Linked DNA regions of Mus musculus: regions 1 and 3 are each linked to region 2. A link is a contact called in public Hi-C data. All regions are on one chromosome and are shown on one strand. Each heading gives the region's core, a stretch centred on a gene start, on an enhancer-like site or on the middle of the called end of the contact. The rest is flanking DNA. Distances are from core to core; before and after follow the strand shown.

Evidence for each region. A called contact is a pair of places that touch in the nucleus more often than the background predicts.
Region 1: a contact with region 2 is called in a Hi-C map of the N1E-115 cell line, with 5 times the contacts expected there. The contact joins two enhancer-like sites. A contact is called at or near these places in 2 of 484 Hi-C or Micro-C datasets (the N1E-115 cell line and nephron progenitors).
Region 3: a contact with region 2 is called in a Hi-C map of the N1E-115 cell line, with 9 times the contacts expected there. The contact joins two enhancer-like sites. A contact is called at or near these places in 6 of 484 Hi-C or Micro-C datasets (the N1E-115 cell line, embryonic stem cells and nephron progenitors) and 1 of 115 datasets of contacts at active chromatin or transcription factors (T-cell acute lymphoblastic leukemia).

What each region holds. Positions count from the first base shown.
Region 1 is chr5:101,370,146-101,373,811 of GRCm38.p6, forward strand. No RefSeq gene overlaps it. Among named protein-coding and RNA genes, the nearest start is that of Gm42131, 77 kb to the right of the region's middle. Within about 2 kb of position 1,721, at least 2 of the 459 cell types and tissues checked have an H3K27ac peak or open chromatin away from gene starts, as enhancers often do. A contact at or near this core is called in the N1E-115 cell line, where this site is marked.
Region 2 is chr5:101,161,674-101,165,176 of GRCm38.p6, forward strand. No RefSeq gene overlaps it. Among named protein-coding and RNA genes, the nearest start is that of Gm36851, 76 kb to the right of the region's middle. Within about 2 kb of position 1,603, at least 56 of the 459 cell types and tissues checked have an H3K27ac peak or open chromatin away from gene starts, as enhancers often do. A contact at or near this core is called in the N1E-115 cell line, where this site is marked.
Region 3 is chr5:101,031,022-101,034,299 of GRCm38.p6, forward strand. No RefSeq gene overlaps it. Among named protein-coding and RNA genes, the nearest start is that of n-TDgtc1, 40 kb to the left of the region's middle. Within about 2 kb of position 2,015, at least 2 of the 459 cell types and tissues checked have an H3K27ac peak or open chromatin away from gene starts, as enhancers often do. A contact at or near this core is called in the N1E-115 cell line, where this site is marked.

The DNA.
Region 1 (3,666 bases), core at 471-2,970, 210 kb after region 2:
AGTATACAACATCCATAGAAGGGAGCGCTAACGTTACATTTGTTCGTCATTCTATGTGAACGCTAAACTACTTCAAAATGAAATAACTGAATTAATATATGGCCCTTAAGTAACCTGCTCAGGGTAAAAAATATAAATCTTAGAATCAGTCCACCTGGCTGTCTCACAAGATCAGTGTTACAGTCAGCAGACTCAATGATCCCTGTGCCATAGAAGCAACAAGTGATGTCTTTCAGAGTATTCGCCTGTCAGACAGAGTCAATGGCAGTCTCTATGGAATGCCTCTGTGAAGACTCATTTCACACCAACTTCACTGAGCTAAGGAGTATTCAGAAAGTATTGCTGAGTGCGTGTAGCGGGAGGGTATATTCTGGAAGAATATGAACAGTAAGACCAATTGGCTCATCAAATGAGTGAGCATTGTTTGATGCCCAAGACTAGCTTTGTTCCTGCTTATGTGGGGACAACTGTGTTCTCCTGTTCCTGTGTGTGCTTCTGATTCGTTAGTTTGGCTTTTGGATCCAAAGTAGGACTTATACCATTAGCTCCTTGTATTCTCCAGCCTGCTGGTATGTTCTAGAAGACTACTACCAGCCTTCCTGAGCCTCCAGCTTGCCAATGAATAGATCCTGGCATTTCCCAGGCTCTGCAATTGCATCAACCAACCATGCTGAACAAATGTCTTTGTACATAAGTAACAAATGCCTCAATGTGTGTGTATTGGGGCTGGGGGGTGTTCCTTTTCTCTGGAGAATTCTAATAGCCAAATTTAAGGGATAAATGAGAAAGAAAAATGACTAAACACAAGGAATGATCAGAGAAATAGTTAGAGAATATTATATAATAAAAGTCAATTGATATGGGAAATACAAGATGGCAGGGCCCAAGAAATGAGAAAAATAATTCAATTATTATTGACTACTATGTCCAGAGAATATGGATTATTCTGCTTCTCAAGGATAAAGGTTTTTCAGGTCTGAAAACCCCCCATTACCATTTTTCAGATGGTACATGACTCTCTCTAATGGGTTAAATTGTATCCTTCTAAAAAGATACGCTATACCCTGCCTCCTGTACCTCAGAAAAGGACCTTATTTTGAAATAAGGCTTTAAGAGGCAGTTAGGTTAAAATGAGGTCATTAAGATGTACCCTAATTGAAAATGACTAGTGTCTTTAAAACAGAGGGGCCCTGGAATGCAGAAACAGACACACACTGAAGTAAGACTGGATGAAGACACCCAGGGAGAAGTCAGGAGTGGCTAAAGTGATGGGTCAACAAGCCAAGGCATGACAAAAATGGCTGGCTAGCTCCAGACAGCGTTAGGATTGGCCCTTGATGTTGTCAGTGACCACAGCCCTTCTCTTCCAGCTCCCAGCCCATGGAACGATGAGATGATTTTTTTATCCACCCAGCTCTTAATACTTTGCTTCAACAGCCAGAGGAAACAAATACAGCCTCCTCTAAAAAGTTCTGCCTGACTAACCAGCAACGATACTGACCAGCTTTGATGACCATGCCAAAATTCTTGAACCAGAAGAATAGAAATGCTTAAATGAGCCTCCAGTGGTCTGTCCCAACAGCTACCCCTTTCTTTCAGAGTGATCTAGAATGTCCTTTATCCTCTCTTTATCCGACTTTCCTCCCTGTCTCTGGCTTGTCCTCCTATTAGTTTATGGTCTGGAAACAAGGAGAGGAAAGGGTGTGGTTACGATGATGAACTAGGGAGGAAGCAGCAAGGGCCTGAGGCTGAGATCAGGAGGTCTGAATTGTCAGCACTCAAACCCCACCCATCATGGCTTCCAGAAATACTTGTTCCTTCCTGTTAGATATAGAGCTAGATGCTTAAGGGTATGGCTGTAAATGGGGCAAAGAAACCCTCATGGAAACTATCATGCAGAGAAACTATATTGTGTTCTAGCCTGACTTCATACTCTTTCATATAAATATAACTTTCCTGAACAAGCCCATCGAGACAGCTTAACCCAGCTTACACTGAAACCCTGAAAGATCTGGCATGATTCAAACAACCTTTTGGTGAATCTTTGTCTTCTGCAGACATTTAAACCCAAATTAGTTGATTTCTAGTCTTTCAAAAGTTGACCTGAAAGATAAACAAACCATAACATCCCCTGGAAATGAAGTGCATGCGTGAGAAAGAGCGGAGGGTGCCGGGAGGGGAGATAGAAATCTTAGTGTGAATTATGATGCTGACTCTGGCGTGTGCAGCTGGCATTTCCACTGTCTCGTCTCTGTGACAGTGCCCTCCTCTGGAAGCTGTTAGGCTAAGAGCTAATGTCCCTGTGCCACACAAAGGTGATAGTGAATTGATGAGTCTGTAAAGAGATTTAGAGGCAAATAAGGAAATGCATTGTTAATGCTATTAAATATTACTTAGCCCGCACAAGCTGCGTGTTCAACAGTTTAAACTTTAATTGCTAGCCGATGCAGAAACAAGCCTGGATGTATGTAAATCCTATTGAAAGCTAATATCATTCTGGCTGTTCAGATGGATTAGCAACCACTACAATTAGCAGCCTGCACAGCTAATGATATTAGGGTAGAATCTATCATACGGCAGCCTGGGCCTTAAATCTGATGGGAAGTTAAGGCTTTTTCTCCCCACTGAAACTGGGGGGTCCTGCCAATTAATACACAGGGGTCCTGGGTGTGAGCCAAGAAGGTTCTAGAAGAAGGGGGCTCAATGCACCATCACCTTGGCTTGTTCCTCTTACCCTTCACTGTAACTCCAACAGAGCATACTATGGCTGACACCACCTCCTTCCCACTTTATATGGAATGATACCACAATCCAGCAAAGAGGCAGAACGATCTACCTGCAGCTGTAGAATGCTGGTCTCACTCTGAATACTGTGGTTGTGGCAGAAGGAAAAAGAGCATAGCTTCTAGCCAGATGTGGCACCCACAGAGCAGGCCGCTGTACAGAGTACTTACACAACACTAATGACTCCTAAGAGGCCTCAGCAACAGGGAATTTCATTTACGACATCATTGGTTTAAGGCAGGTTACAGAAACTGTCATTCTCAGAGTAGAACAGCTGAGCTGACTATAGAAATAGGCACCAATAATGTCATGGGGGCTGTAGACTAAATTGTCCTAAGGGCCCATGAGCACACTGAAGTGTGGCTCCCTACCTTTGATTAGAGAATGGCTATCTGTGGCTAATAGATCTTCAATCTCACTCTGAGGAACTTGAAGACTAGTCTTCGCCATTCAATTGTTCCTAATGTGATACTTTCTCTGGGAAAAAAAGGGCTGTAGCTTTGTTAATCTAACTGCAGACATCATTATAATTGTGATCATGTGGAATATGTCACAATTAAGATAAAATGACTTCACAAATAATTTTAGTGAACTCTAGTTGTAAGATAACTGCTTCATAATCAAGTCTAAATATATCCATGTTTAAAAATACATATTAATATCAATCTGTGAAACTACTTATTTTAAATAGATGGGTCTTTTGTCATATATATATGACATATATATGAATTATTATTCTAAGTTAGTAAAGACTTTCCTTACTAATCCTACATATGCAATATTGAATAGTTCACTCATTTAGAATTACTTATTTATTTTATGTATATGAGTACACTGTAGCTGTGTCCAGACACACCAGAAAAGAGCATCAGATCCAATTAT
Region 2 (3,503 bases), core at 353-2,852:
CTAACTCTAGTGCCTTCTAGAAGTTGGGTTACTATGTTTGCAGTTCCAGATAGAAGACAGAAGCATTCATCATTGTTTCCAGTTATCTGGAGGGCCTTGTGAGAGGACCATCATTCTTAGTGTTTGGGGAGAAACCCCCTCAAAAAGTGAGGACCCTGGAAATTAAAGAGCTATTTGTCTCCAATGTGGAGACTCTTCATTAATATTCATGAGGCCTGCCTCAGTGCTTCAGGCTGAGGCGCGCTGTCTTGCCATTGTCAGTGACTAAATCTCCCTTCAGGTGCTCTTCTGGAATTCCCATTGAGTTATGAAAACTAATCTCCTTTCATTGAATTTATTGCACAGCTCTATTGTGATGAGCGCGTGTCAGAGAGAAATAGAAGAGCTTTGCACTTGGCTCTTCCATCTTCAATTTCAAGGCCGGTTCCCTCATGCATTTGAGCTACAGAAGGATCTCTGGTTCTTAATATGTGCAGTTGTGTGCATTTTAACAAACTTTAAACTTCAGAAATTATGCCTTCCTCTGCCTCAGTCTGCTAACTGCATGCATGCTAATGGGGAATTGAAGACTCGGTCAGGGGAGAGAAGCCCCTGTATGGCAATTACGCCTTGGAGAGAGAATTTAGCTTTTCATCAGGTTCCTGGTAATCCTGAATCTCTGTATGGAAATGCAACTCATTTCTCCGCCCGACTACCACATACATTCGGAATATTAAAAAGAATGAGAGGGTGTTTCTCGCCTCTGCCTCCCTTGTCGACAGAAATCAGTGTTAACTCGAGATGATGGATGTTGACAAACTTAATATGGTGAGTTGAGGATGGATGACTCTGCGCAGGGAAGGAAAGAGAGTCAAGGGAACAGAATGTCTTCATTTCCTGAGTGGGAGATTATCCCGTCATGATGTGTTTGCCTTCATTTATTTATTTATTTATTTATTTATTTAGGAAAGTGTTTGGAAAAAAAATCATAAAGTACTAATTAGATGTAAATATATGCACATCTAAAATTTGCTTAGTTTTAATATAACTTGAGTTTCCCCACAGGTCTTAATGCCTATGTTTGACCTTCATGGGGCCCACACAAAACAGTTGCTCATGCTCACTCAAAATGTTCATGTCCTTTCTTCTTCACACTCGTTGAAGTCAACTGTAGGACTCTGCCCCATGGCTGCCTCTTGGGGCTTAGAACAAGTTGGTTATGATGGACTCCAGGTATCTTCATTGCCTCTTGATTCAAGTTTTTTTTTTTTTTTTTCTTCTCCACATTCACCTGTCATATTACCTGCTCATCAAGGTGACTTGAAGAATCACCGTTAAGGTGAATCAACGCCCTCTCTTCTGTCCTGCAGTATTCCAGCCGTTTCATCTTAGCCTATATTATCAGCACTCCTGTCTATGGTCTGTTCTCAATCATTAAAAATGCGTAGGGGTTCTTAAGGACTTGTTCCTGTTGGAGTGGAGATGGGAACGGGTGAGTGCCGGCACTGCTCGCAGCTTGTAGACTCACAGACTTTGTCAGCAGTGGCTTTAGATTCAGACTGATTTGGAGCCTGACGGATGTGAGGGCACGTCCTGCCCTTGCTGCCTGGTGACATCACATTAGGGAAAGTCCCTAGTTTCCAGTGACTGAGCAGGAGGTACTCAAGGAATGCATTTTGACTGAGTCAGTGATTTGTAATCCTCATGTTTATTTTCCTAAAGTACAGCAGTATCTTGTAAGTAACAGCACTGTTAAAGACACCCTTGGAGAAACTTAGGAAGATAGAAGATTGCTGGGATGTCTGACACAATGCTGTTTGATATCTAACTGTTGTTTGTCTGTCATTTTTATCCTACCCTTTGCATATTCATACTTAGAAGCGTAAGTACTTGTATGTTATCTTTTCTTAAACTCACATGTGATTAGCATGCAGTATTAGTGTACCTTATATTAGTGTAGCTATCTGTCCATGATACGGTTTAATTTTGCTGTCACACTGAACACCAGAAATCTTCACCTACATTTTACAGATCAGTCAGAAACCTGAATGTCAAGAAGAATTTACCTCAAGTTACGTCAGTCACAGAAGCATGGCCAGAAGCCAGGTTTTGTGTGGTGCCTGCTATTTTCTCATTAGCCAGGATTTCTGGAATGAAGCAAACATTTATTTATCTCTGCAGTCCGATCCCTTTGATGAAACACAGGAGTGGAGCTTGGGTCCTGCGCTGTTGTGTAGCTACTGCACAAGGACGTTGAACTTACCTTTTTGATCTCAGCTATGTGTTTGTGGCTGGAATGAGGAAGATATGGGATTGAGAGAGTCCATTAGGCTGCAGCTGTGTTTGTGTTTGCAGCTGTTCTTGTGCACACAGGGCCGCGGGGAGACTCACTCATTGGGGGAAGAGCTCGTTTCATGGTCAGTGAATGGCTTTGGGCTTAGGAATAACACTTTCTCCTTTGTGAGCATTTGGGGACTTGCTGAAGCACAAAAAGATTTAGAAGAAACCCAAAAGTCTTCAGACAAGGAGATTCAATTTTAAAGCATTAATGTGTCCATTAAAAAGAATAGATGTATGGAGCCAGAGAGATGGTGCAAAAGTCAGGACTGCATGCTCTTCTTGTAGAAAACCAGGGTTTGGTTCACAGCATGTCCAGTGGCTCACAAATGCCTGTTATTCTGGCTCCAGGGGGATCAGGCACTGCTGGTCTCTGCAGGCATATTTTCTCATGTGCACAATGTCCCCACCCACCCCGTTACAAATTTTAAAAAAATCCTTTTAAAATATAGTCAGGCTCATACTTAATAGATGTGAGCTAACAGGATAGTCATTGAGAGACCAGCGGAAGGTGTGTTGGCTGAGATTACTAATGGTTTCAAGAAGTGAATGCAATAATCTTTCCAAGTGTGGGCTTTGAAGCCAGCTGAGTCTGTACTGTGAGAGAGTACCTGAGGATACCGAAGTGCAAAAACAGCCCCTAGTCTTATCAAGTTTGCATTGTATGAATGAGATAAATAAGAAATAGAATCAGAAAGTGAACAAGAGGATGTGTCAGAAGCATGTAAAGGCTATATAGTAAGCAAATGGCCAAGGAAGAGACCAGCCCAAGGAACTCTTCCCTCTCTTCTCTGGCTTATGGAAATTTTTTTCGTGGTATAATTTTTGAATATATTAATGTCTCACTCTTGGGCTCCTTTGAGTTTCTTCTACCATCTCTATTATTACTTCTTCCAGCAAAGAATGAGCCTTGAAGTTTGTACTGCGTGTAAATGAGTGTATTTGCCAATCTGCCGCGAGTTGAGGACTCAATAAAGATAAAGAAGATGAAAAAATAAAGGAAGAGAAAAATCACTATTTAGCTGTAAGTAAGTATTGAATATTCATGCTAAAAGTGAGCTTCCCTCCCTTCTTGCTTGCTTTGCCTACTTTTTGTATATCCATAACATAGAGTGTTATGACTTATCTGAGTCATAGTTTCAGCTCTCAAAACCTTACTACAGAGTAAAATGATATTTGCATTTTTC
Region 3 (3,278 bases), core at 765-3,264, 130 kb before region 2:
TTAAAATGCTTATTTGAAATACAAACACACATAAAATCAAATACATGCAAGCATATTTTGAGTAAGCTGTGCTCTGACTATCTGACAAGTTGCACTGAGAGTCACAGGAAACTTGCTAGCCTGGAGAATTGTGTCTGAAGCACACCTTACTTTGGGTAAAGTGGTGTCAACTTAATAAGAGTTGGCTGGAACTGTTTGTCATGTGACAAATGGAAATGATTTTCCTTCTTTGGAGTATTCAGATGAGCCTCAGGGAAGGCAGAGAAGAGAATACTGAATTTTCTTACTCTTGAGCCCGGGTGAATGAAGCCGAGCTCGGGGTAAGCGCTTTCAATTAGATTTCAGTTGCTCAGGCCCGAAAACCACTTTTTCTTAGGCCTTGTAATTTCATATCCTTGACATTGCTGGGATGTCATGCTATCTGGGTCAGAACACTGGTATCCCAGGTTCAATAATGTAAGGAAATCCTTGCATATATGTGCCTGTATCCATAACAACACCGCTCACATTGCAAGACATCCAGATCTTCTCAGGTTCACCCTCAGGGTTTGAAAACGTGTAACCTTTGGTACTCACCTGAGAACATTTAGAATCTTAGGAGTGTAGGCCTAATCGCAACAATCAAATAAAGCTCTCCTGGCGAGGTGGGTTTAGATGGGAGGCCGAGGCAGGAAGATTATGAGTTCAAGGCCACCCAAAGTTACCCAGAGAGACGCTGTCTTAAATTTCTTATTCTCCAGCTGTATACTGCCATGCCATGCCTATATACTAGAGAGATGCATATTTCTCAGCTACAAGAGATTTGAACAAATATGCTTCTGAGCAATCGGTCTAACACACGTTATATGCAACACAAGTCCCCAGATTGAGAAAAAACAGGCAGCATGTTGGTTGCATTTTGCATTTCATGCTCCATGTGCTGAGCTGTGATAGTGGCAGAGAGATTCACAGAAATGTGTGGCTGTTAACATGTTATTCCAGCTGGAGTCAAATGCTGGGGAGAGGAGGTCTCCTCGCTCCTCTGGGGGATGGATGAGAGAGTGGCTTCGGGAAGACATTGGGGAGAGTTGCTGTTTTCCTCCAGGTGTTTGAGCCAACTGACGGCCCCTGTCTGAACTTCCTAGTCATTTGCCATTTCATTAGCTGCCAGGTTTTCAATTTCTGCCTCTTGGAAGTTACACCGCTTTGAACAAGTCCCCACAGTAATTGAATTTGCCACAGAAATAGAACACTGGAAAATTTCATTTTCTTCTTCCCTGCTTGAAGGCAAGCAAGCAGGCAGGGCACACACACATTCCTGCTGGGCTCTTCTTCTTTGCTTTCTGGGCTCTGTTCCCCTCCCTTCCCCACTGCATTCAATAACTCGCTCCTTCCATCGAGCTCCCAGAGCAGGTAAACGGTCACACACACACAAAAAAAGGGCCTGCTTTCAAACCATCTCAGAGTGCATCAGCCTGTCACTTTGTAATTTTCTTCTAAATGCCTTCCACAAATAATGGTTTTCAAAATGAGCATTAACAGGCTTGATTACATGAAATTGTCCTTTTAATTTACACCAGGATTCTATTGATCACACAAGTGCAGATTAAAGTGTTCAATGAAGCCCGTGATGAGGTATTAACCAGCTAAGGGTCCTCCAGGGGCCGCCAGGGAGGCCAGGAATATGCTAGGAGTGTACAGTTATTTCCCCATAATGAAGTGGCACTATGCGAAGGCATGAATCGCCGGCAGGAAGAATAGATCCGAGATGATGAGCTCTTCAAAGTCATTTCTCCCTCCCTCATTCAGCTTCATGCCCAGAGCCTCCTGCGGTTCTTCTGCATTACTTGTCGTGAAATGCCAGGATTTACCTAGCCAGCTGATGCAATTTTTATGACCTTATTGCTTTTTCACCATGGTAATAGTTTTGAATCAATTTATCAATCCAGCGGTGCCATCAGACATATTGCCCTGAAGATCAAGTCCGGGTCATTCCATCAATTCACTGCGGTTTACGAAGATAGAGAAAAAAGCCAGGCCGTGACGGCTATCAACTTCAAATGGCTTAGTAAACATGCCTCGGCTTCTTTAACTGCTTCACTTCTGACTCTGCACCTTTGTATTCACGGCTAGGACCACCCGGATCAGCCTGGTGGTGGCTGGGTTGCAGCAGACCCAGCCGTGAGGCAGGAGGCCCTGGGAGAGCAAAGGACACCTCTCGCCAGCTCTCCGGGCCGTGGTTGGCACAAATCTTGGAGGCGTGGCTCGATCCAGCATACTTACAGTCGATTGTGACATGGTGCCCAAATTTCAGGGCATTTATCTCACCAACTGGACAACGTAGGAAGAGGACTGTGAGGTTCTCCCTTTGTAATAGGTTTTGCAGCAGGCTTGGCAATCATATTCCACTCCATCTTCTCTCCACGGCAGAGGCTGGTCAGTGATAATGGTTTCAAAAGATGAAAAACCTGTAAGTCATTTTTCATGGGATAAGGTGTCATGTGGAGCAGGACACAAAGAAAGAACAGCTCACTTGTTGGAAGAGAATGGACACTTCCTGCCCAAAGGAGACAGGGAACTGACCCTCTGGCCACTGAGTTAGATCGCTGGTGTTTGCGCAGATAAAACACCAGGTGTCTCTTGTTCATTGAGATTTGTTATTATATCGGTTGCATTCAGAGAGCCCGGGTTATTTGTATATTCCATGTATGCATGTATTAGGTCAAAATTTGAAATCCCATACCAAGAATTCTGGCAATAAATTATGTGCCAAAGACAGTGATGGTGAATTTTAACATTATTTAAAATGTATTGTTTTCGAGGCCTTAATAGAGATTAAATGCACGGATGGCATCAGCCTGGTGCTGTGCTGGGACGCTGCTATGCTCAGCATTTAAAATGGGATTTGTCAGGCCCCAAGCTTATGTCGATTCTATAAAAATTTAATGATCTACTTCCAGGTCTAGCAGCATTTAGGATTTATTTACAGTCTTTATTATAAAATTTATCCAAAATATACACATTCCCCAAAGACTTCTGAGCTCCGCGGTGGAAATATAAATGTACCAAAGTGAAATACAGCAGAGGATCAAGCTCTCTCTGCCAGGCCCTTTTCCTCCTGTTCTCTCACTCCCAATATCCAGCAAAGTAAGAGCTGGAAGCCCGGATAAGAAACCAGGGGCTCTGAAGGCAAGGGTCGTGTGGGAAGGAGTGGGCGATTATCTGCGCTAATCTTCCCATGCACAGAGGAGAACACAAACCCTCTACCAGACGCTCAGAGTTGCTTGGCTGTGTATTTC